2 separate regions of the Bicyclus anynana genome follow, and region 2 is linked to region 1. A link is a contact called in public Hi-C data. All regions are on one chromosome and are shown on one strand. Each heading gives the region's core, a stretch centred on a gene start, on an enhancer-like site or on the middle of the called end of the contact. The rest is flanking DNA. Distances are from core to core; before and after follow the strand shown.

Region 1 (5,137 bases), core at 2,106-4,605:
ACCTTCCGATAAGCCCACGTGCCTGTAGTGCTAACGGCTTGACTTGATTTCTATATTATTGGATTAATAGGCAGCAGAGGCGTTATTTTAAAACATTGACAAGGTTTAAAGTTGAAAATATCTAACTTGCATCTTTGTAGAATTTTTGCAATTATTTTGTCTGCTTGATGTCTGATTACCTTACGACAGATTTCAGTAATCCCAAATATGTTCACAGACAGGCACGCAAAGTGCTGTAAATTGACAAAAATATATATTTAAAAATTATATCTAATACTCCGTATTTTTGAATCCCAATCTGCTGATAATAATTCAGTGTCTCTCTGTTAGGTAAGGAACCACAAAGTTACCTTAACTAGCAGATATATGACGTACTTATAATAAATAATAATACTTTATATTTTTGTGAATTAATATTTTATGTAAATAAGGCAGGCGCGTTATCAGACGCGCAAAATCTTTGCGTCTCAACGCTGTCCTTCGCAGCGGTTGATTCGACGAGCACTTTCCATACTATTGCGTAACAGCCGCTCTGCGCTCTCGGTAATGATGTTTTTCTTTTAATTTTTTTTGTTATTCATGTTAATTAATGTTTCTTTTAACTTATTTATTTAATTCTCGACAGCTGTTATTGAAGTGATTGCAAATTTTCCGTGCAGGTTTATTATATAATCGATTGACGAGGCTAACAAGGTTCATCTGTGGCCCTAACATGCTACCAAAGTATCTCGTGAAGAGAAATAGACAACACAACCAATTGTGGCGCCACCGAATATGTCACTATCTTTGTCATTGCATTGGGACGAAAGAGATGTGACTGGGATTACAATGTTGCCATTGCTGAAATTTTGTCTATTCCTCTACAGGAGATACGATTATGTCGTGGTGCGTATGTTAGGCCTTATGGTGTTAAGCGACAGAACCCTAATTCTCTACGCTTTATACTGAAACGTTTACCCATTATGAATGAACACTAATGATATGTTTTTTTTTAAAACTTCTATGGAAATAATGCTGAATTTTAGTATTATCATTACCAGGTTATGACTAGTATTATAAAGATGAAATATTTGTTTGTCTATTTGTTTGCATTGAACAGTGATACAGTTTTATCTAATCGTAATTTCAAAAAAAAAAAACATTAGGAAAATCTGAACAGAAAACTGACTCACACGGACGATTAAACTGCAGGTCTATAGCACGGGTTAAAGAGCGTCAAGTCTGTCATTCGTTATCAATCAAAATCATCAGTCTATTCTTGATTGCCGATTGCAGGGGCATTCCTTATCTATAGTAGATAGTAATCGTTACCTAAGAGCCCGCTTGCCATCATCTCGGCAATCAATCAGTGATTGCGTGCTAACCAGACAATGAACACTGTCACTGCGACCTACAGATTGTGTTCGTTGCACTGCACTGCAATGACCTAGACAATGTGCGACATGCACAATGGGCAGTGCGAAGCTACGACTGAAGCCAGGTGTCGCACACCTTTTATATTTTTAAACAAATATTTATTACGTAAGCGAGCATCCGCGTTGAATCCTTAGAATAACCCTTTTTCCTCACATCGAATCTTGAATGAAACCTATGAACTCATATGTTGCTATAGATCATTTGATCTACCTGTAATACCATATAAATATCAATGAGCAATTACCAAGTGGAAGACGGTCAAAACCGTCTTCCATTTAATTTGTAAATTTTTACACTTTACATCATCATCATCATTATCAACCCATATTCGGCTCACTGCTGAGCTCGAGTCCACGCTGGCCCAATGCGGATTAGCAGACTTCACACACGCAGAGAATTAGAAAATTCTCTGGTATCTGCATACCATCCTCAAGATGTTTTTCTTTCACCGTTTGAGACACGTGATATTTAGTTTCATAAAATGCACACAATTGAAAAGTTGAAGGTGCATGCTCTGGACAAGATTCGAACCCAGACCCCCCTGAATCGGAGGCATATCATATCCACGGGGCTATCACGACTCCTACATACATACACATAATATCTTCTTTCGCACACTCCAAGAAGAGGAGAGGAAGGCCAAAGAAGAGAAGGCTCATCTTTGGTCTTCCTCTCCTCTTCTTCTTGCAGCTTTAACATCTTTCTTCTAATGTTACTTTCATCCATTTCATCGTTGGCATAGTACTCCTTAACTTTTCTGTCATTAGCGCCATTTTTAAACATTGAATGAGGTGAGGTGCATAAAGAATAAAAAAATCAATACTCTTACTTAACTTTTAATCGAAATAGTTTTGTTAAACAGACTTTCGATGCTGTATATTTTCCCATTGTTTTGCCACCCCTGACCTAGACAACACATTGTGTTACGATGTGCTGCGCAACGCAACGCCCTACATGCACAAAGCGTCTTCAGATTGTGTTGTGTTGTTGTGTTATCAACTCGATATAGACTAAAGATACGATCAAATAGGACAATTACTGTCTGCTGTTTATGTTACATTACAAGTGATATCTCTATACTTATTAAAAGAATTGGAATCTGGAACAACATATTACCTGTTATTTATTTTATCAAAAATGCAAGGAAAAAATGTCATCCCAGATAATATTATTTAAGTCGGAATGTTTCGCGGGTTCCCGCTAGTGATCCCCGCATTTGTATGACTCATTAGTAATTATTTCACTGTATAAAATTTAAAATTATCAAGCCAAATTTTTACATAAATTTTAACGTTTTATGACGAGGGGGAGTTTGTCGTAGCTATAAAGTGGTAAATGTCGTATACTGAAGAGAGCCTAATTTTTATTGCGGCGTACTTTTTTATTGTTGGTGAAAAATCCAAAAAATATGTGTGGAAATGAAAACTTTTTAGGGGAAATGCAAGGAAGACGTCATACAATGAGTTGCCATATTATATGAAATTAAATGAAATAAAAAATCCGTCATATTATAGATAGTATTCACCAAAACATCAACTTTAACCGTCAGCCGCTGCATTCTGTAAAGTTACAGCGATGTGACATCGCTCATTTCCATGGCAACTTCGTTGTTAGTGCCATTTTATTTTTGACATCCCATGGAAATAAAGTTCAAAATCTAATAACACTCGTTTTATAGGCGAATCGTCGCATAAATAAAATAGCGGAATCGACCCCAAATGGGATACAACTATTCTTCGGAGAGGAAAACCTGACCTTTCAGTGAGCCGGTAAAATGAGCTAATAATGGTGATGGTTTTGTAACGGGGATAGTTGAAACCCTGAAGATTTAGCGTATGAGATGCAGTTTCCCAAGGCGTGCGTAACAGAGTGGTGCAGATTAACCGCAACACAGAGGCACGTTATCGGTCACCGGCGCCGACGGGCGGCAGTCAGTCACCCGGCCCGGCGTATTGCTCTGTGGCCGGCTCACTCAGTATCATCGGGAGCGTTTATCGACGCGCACGTATCTCGTGCCACCGCGCAAGCGCAGTAACAGTCCATTTAACGCGAGCGATCAGCTGACTACTCACCAGGAGTTCCACTAAACCCAGTGATTCTGTGCAAAGTGCTCAACATGGGTCAGTCGTTCGGGACCAACCACAGCGGGGAGCAGAGGCATTACGCGAGGAAGGAAATCGGTATGTGTTGTTGTTGCGAAACGGCGGAGTGCAGCGCTTCTATCCTGTGCACTTATCTGTGCATCTGTCTGTGCAGATTGTAATTCGCGTTGTGCAGCGCTCGTGTTATTTATTTATTTATTATTATTTAACAAACAACACATTGAAATTAAGCCTAACCATAGTGCAACACAAACCACAGTTAGTTTTACTGTGCACTGGTTATTATTGCATACAATAAATACAATATTTAGGAACAAACAGAACATTATTAACAAACAGAAGAGGATAAATAAACAGATTAACAAACAGAAGAGGATAAATACCAAGAATAATGATTATAGGGTAGTTGAAAAAAAGTGTGAGTGAACCGGTGCTGCGACGCTACACAGGCTGTCCCAAAAAATAATTCTTTAGTTTCCGCTTATGTACGTTCGTGAGTATATTGGTATCTTTTAGAAGATTCTTTACCGCATCCGGAAAATCGTTAAAGATTGTCGGAACAATATATTCCAGCCTTCTCTTACCATACCCATTTATGAAGTTCGGTACATACAATTTACATTTTTTTGAACTTCTTAGTTGTTTATTGTATGTAATTTCCTTCAGTTTAGGTTTTATTTGAAGGTACTGCTCTGTTATTATGGAATATTTTGTTTTTACGTCTATTGGCATTAATTTACAGTAATTAAATAAGACATGATAATCATTTCTATATTGTTGTTTTATTTTTTTCGGTACAATGGTTTTTAAAAGGCGTAGTTGAAGTTGATATATTTGATTAATATTACTTTTATACGTAAGACCATAACTACTCAATCCATATGATATTATTGATTCACCTAGTGCTTTGTACATCATTAGTAAGGTGGAAAATGGAACTTTGTTATTGATCAATGATAGTTTAGCCAGGAGAGCACGAAGCTTATCGCACACATAATTAATGTGTTCTTTCCATTGAAGACGATCATCGATAATTAATCCTAGGTATCGTTGACTGGAGACCGTCTCAACGGAAGCACAACTACAAATATTAGATGTCCGTTTTGTAAAATGTTGCTCGTTTTTATGCATACATTGATGGCTATGTGCTATAAGCTTTGTAATACCATTGTATCTGTTATGACTCGAACTAATGTACATCATTTTAGTTTTATCAACATTAATAACTAGGCCAACGTCATGCGACCATTTTAATAGTGAATCAAAATCTGATTGAAGCTGGAACATAGCTTCGTGGATGTCGTGATGAGCGGACACTAAGCAAGTATCATCAGCAAATTGAAACATTTCGCACGTTTTAATTTTATTTGCAAGATCATTTACATACGTTAAAAAATGCAAAGGGCCAATAACCGAACCTTGTGCTGTTCCCTGTGTTACAGTCACATCTTTACTTAACGTTTCTTCAATTTTCACTCTATACAACCTGTCAGTCATGTAATTTTGACACCATTTCAGAAGTGGGCCCCTTATTCCATTATCTTGTAGTTTTTCAAGTAGGACGTTGTGTCGAAGCATATCAAATGCTTTACTGTAGTCTATATATACAACCAAGACAT
Region 2 (5,214 bases), core at 894-3,393, 44 kb after region 1:
CCCGCAGGATTTAGAACTTCCTCCTTTTTGGAAGAATTCCTTCTTCTTGGGTTAAAAGTACTTATTTTTAACTACAGTGTAAAAATAGGGTTGACAGTTTGATCGACATAGCACATGTTTTCCACATGAATTCCTGTAACTTCAGGAGTGGCGGGTCTAGGTTCCTGCAAATTCAGGACAGTGAAGGCATAAGCCGTGTGCCTAGTGGACCATTGTAAATAAGCTGATGATGATGAATGATCTCAATAAAAATGAAATGTAACAATGTTAGTATGGTTGCGCGGCCGGTTGGTTGGTGTGAGTCGGCGGCGCGGTGTTTGTGCGGCGCGCTAACCGCGTGACGTCACTTGTCCCGAAATAGAGCTAACTGATGTTTTGATTACCAGCGCGTTGCCAAGCTGCTCCGCCTTGTCGGGACACGAGAGCGTGCTGGTTTGCCAGCTAATCGCGGAATTGGAGCCAGAGGCCGTGGGTTCGGTCGCCGACCGCTGGACTATTATCTCATAACAAAGAAGGGGAACGAGAATATTGGTCATATTGAAAAAAAAAGATATCTTCTTTAAAAAAAAAAGACGGCGCTTTTTTAGAAGTGACGATTCGGAGTTTAGACCTACCACGCCGCTAGGGTTGATGAGCTTAAGGTGGGGTGATATTGTTTGAATCTGTAACGACAACTATCAACTGTTTATGATAATGGACAAGTCTTAACGTGCTCTCCGGAGCCCGAGGGTGTGGGTGACACCACAAACTTCCCAACTCTGGGCTGTTACTGACAATTTCTAGAACTCAATATTTCATAGCTCGGCTTGGGACCTGACAATACGAAACCGCATAAGGTTAGGTACCTACCATTAGTAACTAGACTAACGACACAGTTTTTATTTTGTTTTGGTCAAGACACAAGGATCGACTCGTCAGAACTTCAGTATTATTACAACTTGTTTTTATATCTGATATTTGGTGTATTTTTATGACGTTTTACTGCCGAAATATCGTTGCAGATTAAAAAACAAACTAGATACTGTTGAATATTATTTGTATAATATACTCCTATAAAATTATTTTTTGATATTTGAATAAAACTGAGAGTCGTCTTGAAGTAACAAGCAAAACATATTCCTTGTATCTTTCAAGTCTCAATTTACCAACAAGACAAAAGTGAATAAGCAAATATGTCATGAGCTACGTATTCTGCATAACTCTTTGTCTATAAATGTCGACTGCCCTGCCTGCGTCATTATTGATGTAAAAATTCAATTTAATAGGTAATGGAATATCGATAGTTCCTCGGGTAATGTCCCCGGATGTAATGCCGGACTTCTATTATTTTCGATTAGGATAAAATCGCACTTGCGACATGTCGCCAAGCTAAACGCTTTTTTTTATCAAATTTGTACAACAAATCAATAAATTTTGTAAAGCTATGAAGATAAATAATAATAATAGTCCATCTGTTAATAATAGACAAACAATCGAGGAACATCGTATATGATTTTGAAGTTTTTAGATAATAGCATAATATACATATAATATTCTTTTTTTTTTGTTAGATAAGCAAACGTGTCTGCAATCATGATTATACGCGATGACGGATTGTGTTTATAAATAACAGCCACACGTATTATTAACTTTGAAATCGGAATAGTTATTGCGGTAACTTCCACTTCCCTTATTGCAAATATTTTTCGTTATTTGAAGAATGAAAGTTAAGCTTTAGTTCGTCCAGTATTTTACGATTTCAACAACATATTTTACTAATAAGTGAATACATCAATCAAATGATAGCAAACAACTTCTTAACTTAGCGTTTGACATACCTAAGTATTGATTTGTTAATAATTTTATTGTGATAGATTAAGAAATAATGTTTCATTCTGTAATGTTGAATCCAATAGAAAACGCATGTGAGATCCTTATACGTCATTGTTAAAATATAGTTCACGCAAAACTGTGATCATCCGAATGCAACTGTTTGTCGAGCGAAATGCACCCAGTGTGTTCCTACCTTTAGAGAAATATATTATGCTGTTTTCCCTATTGTCTGTTTCCCCGACTTCAGCCGCCACCCAGCCTGAAACCGGCGAGCCGCCAGTCGGCGCCGGGCCCTGGCCGTGGCCGGTCGCATCCATGGCTGCCGTACGGATCGCAGTCCGACGGTTTTAACCATATATGACGGTATATCCAAATGTAATCCGACAACCGTAGTATCTAATACTAATCCTGAACATACATGAGTGTTACAATTATTATATTCTCGAAAACACTGTTCAATTAACGCCGCTAGATACCGACTGGGTGGCTGAAATTCAGTGGTATTAAACTCGAGAAATTTGCTTTCATTAAAACGGTTTTTATAATATTTCATGAGGCAAAAGGTATTTTTTTTTATTCGTGCAATATTCAACATTCTCTTCATAGGTTTTCCTCTTTTTATGAGCGATGTTTGCAGTGCGTTATTAAATTCCGCATGTGTGGACACTGAAACGATGAAAATGTGAAATGTAATTTAATTTTCCGATAAAAATTTTAATCTATCAATTTCATTTGTAACATTGGATGAGTAAACGCGTGTGAACTGATTAATTCATTTATTCAATTATTTGATTACAATATGAAATATTGAAATGAAATGAAAAATACATGACTGCTGCAGTTTGACGTCAAAATCCTCAAATCCTCAATTTACGACTGCGATTGTTATCATTATTGTATTTTATAGTATCCATAAAAACTTATTTTGAAATTCAAATGCAATAATTCCATGTACTTGGAGCGCTTACATCAAGTATTAACTTTTGAAATTAATGGAATATTACTCTTGTATATGCAAGTCGCTGTACGAATACCTACTGTAAATGATGCCTAGATGCTGTCGATTCTTGTGTCTCATGTTTCTACATGAGACACAAGAATCGACATATACCATAGTACCGCCAGGCATATTTCTGCTGTACGCATCTTCGCTGTGGTTCCTTCTGATATGTTAAATTACAGGCATATGAGTCTTGAGTTGACACCGTAGCTTTCGTTAGTAGTACTAAAGCCTAATGTAACAGAGTTCGTCGGAAACACTACCGCTGTGCCTATTCTGTCGCCAAACAGCATTGCTGAGAACGCAGTTGATGAACTGGTTGCAGTTTGTTGGACGTATTCCTTACAAGCCCTACGAAATGTAGTTCTGTTCATAGGCGCTAGTATTTCACTAAATATTAGTGAAAAGGCAAAGCCTTCGGTGTTCTGGCGCTGGTCAACTCTCTGTTATAATAGTTCCTAGCTATTGTTATTATTTTAGTATCAGATAGGCTATCTATTAGTTCTATCAACTAATGTTTGTGTAAATGTCTTTTTTTTATTGATGTAGACTTGTACTTGAAGATTCTATCTAATTACTTTAGTTTCCTTTGTAACGCTGTTTTCATTAAGTTAATGATTGATCGGAAGGCTTGGTAAGTTCACAAAAGGCCGCACAAAGACGTGATCTTGTTATTACTGTGCCGGTTATTATTTACGTAATATTATAGTCTTCCAAATAATTAAAGTCCCGAGAGATTGTGTTCGAGCCTCGGTTTTCACTGCTATAGCGATATTATATTATATCTAGTGGTTCTATTTTGTGTAAAATTTGACCTTTAATTTAATTTGCCACTTTGTCGACTTATTATTTTCAATGAATTTCATTTAATTATTTTAATTCGCCAAGTAACTAATGAGCCAGTGTTGAGCAGGTACAACAATAGTTCAACAGACGGGTTTAGAACATTTAATATTCTGCTTATTAACCATTGAGTCATTAAGGCTTGACATTCCAAACAAAATGCATGCATTTACCAGCAGGATATCGGAACGGTCAGTCTGTCAAGACCCGTAATGGGTAAGTGTAGTTTTGTGCAATATTTATTTTAGTCCAGGCGGGACCTTTTCTTGGGACGTTTTAAAATCAGGACAGTCCCGTTAAAGGCTTGACGTGGGGCCACGCTATTCACGCCAGACTCGTAATGATTAAAGGACCTCTCGGTTCCATTATACATCATGTCTGTTACAAAGTGTGTTCCCACATGTAATGGATACATTCGTGTGCCAATCAGCGCCAGTTAGCGCCTCCTCCAATTAGTGGCTTGACGGTAAACTAACGCAGTACACGCTTCTAATTAATACACACTACACACTAAACACTACACATAATGATCATTATGATACATAATTACTTATGTAAACTCATCTGATTCATTACACAAAGATACGTAGTGATAAAAATGAAGATGTATCAAGTCTTTGATGAATTTCTTAATATCAAAGATCAGCGTCAGCCTATTTTAATGGCCTTATGTTCTTTTTGGAAATTTACGGCCTAACCTCTCTGCAGAGAAGATGGGAATAACTGTGGCATTTAGATCGGATTCGTCTTTTCACGAGAACAATTCACAATAGTTTCTTGCCAGCTCTTCTCATGTAGAACCTGATTGTTGTAGAGTTACAAAATTAAATGACTGATAGCCGTGTTGTGTCATTCGTGTTAAATTATAGATTATTAATAGATTCTAGATTATTACCTTTGCATAACCTCACTAGACACAATAAATTACAGAAACTGTTTTTCTCGAAGGCAACAGCATTGTATGTAATCATAATACCTTTTGAAAAGTTGTATTTATTTACTTTAACTTCTGAAGTGTGTAATTTTTGTTACATGTAATCTGATCCCCACAACTCCCGTGGTAAGACTCGTACCAACTTTATAATTCAGTAAACAACCCGCGATGTTATAACTTTGTTTCCTAAACTAACTGCAACTTTTGTTTTGGCCCCTCGTGTTACAATGATCCATGTACTCGTACCACACGTTAATATTATAAATTAGACACTTGGTGTATTTTTGGTGGCTTGAAGATTATTGACGATACTTCAATTAAATTCTTAATTTTCTGAGAACACATACAATCATAATTATCATTCAGCCATTTCTGGACTTTTTGGATACATACGAGTAGCTAGCTTTTTCTCCCTCACTCAGTCTACTAGAGAACTAGCTAGCTAGTTTCTCGTCTATTTTATTGTAGGGCAAAAATTAGGGGATTCTCGATCAGACTTCGTCAACGTGGAAATCAGACTAAGATACAAAGTGTTTAAATTTATTAATTCTACAAATCCGTAAGTTATATCAAATCGGCACTATTCAGTGTTCAAAGTTGTTAGCTAATTTCAGTACTTTCAGCA

The links. Hi-C and Micro-C count contacts between places; a contact is called where the count stands out from the background.
Region 2: a Hi-C map of whole body shows a contact between it and region 1, with 1.4 times the contacts expected there. The contact joins two enhancer-like sites. A contact is called at or near these places in 2 of 2 Hi-C or Micro-C datasets (whole body and whole larva).

What each region holds. Positions count from the first base shown.
Region 1 is chr15:15,971,771-15,976,907 of ilBicAnyn1.1, forward strand. All of the region lies in intron 1 of LOC112052803 (E3 ubiquitin-protein ligase ZNRF1), which reads left to right. Among protein-coding and RNA genes, the nearest start is that of LOC128198785, 8.3 kb to the left of the region's middle. Within about 2 kb of position 3,356, at least 8 of the 8 cell types and tissues checked have open chromatin away from gene starts, as enhancers often do.
Region 2 is chr15:16,017,003-16,022,216 of ilBicAnyn1.1, forward strand. All of the region lies in intron 1 of LOC112052803 (E3 ubiquitin-protein ligase ZNRF1), which reads left to right. Among protein-coding and RNA genes, the nearest start is that of LOC128198786, 15 kb to the right of the region's middle. Within about 2 kb of position 2,144, at least 8 of the 8 cell types and tissues checked have open chromatin away from gene starts, as enhancers often do.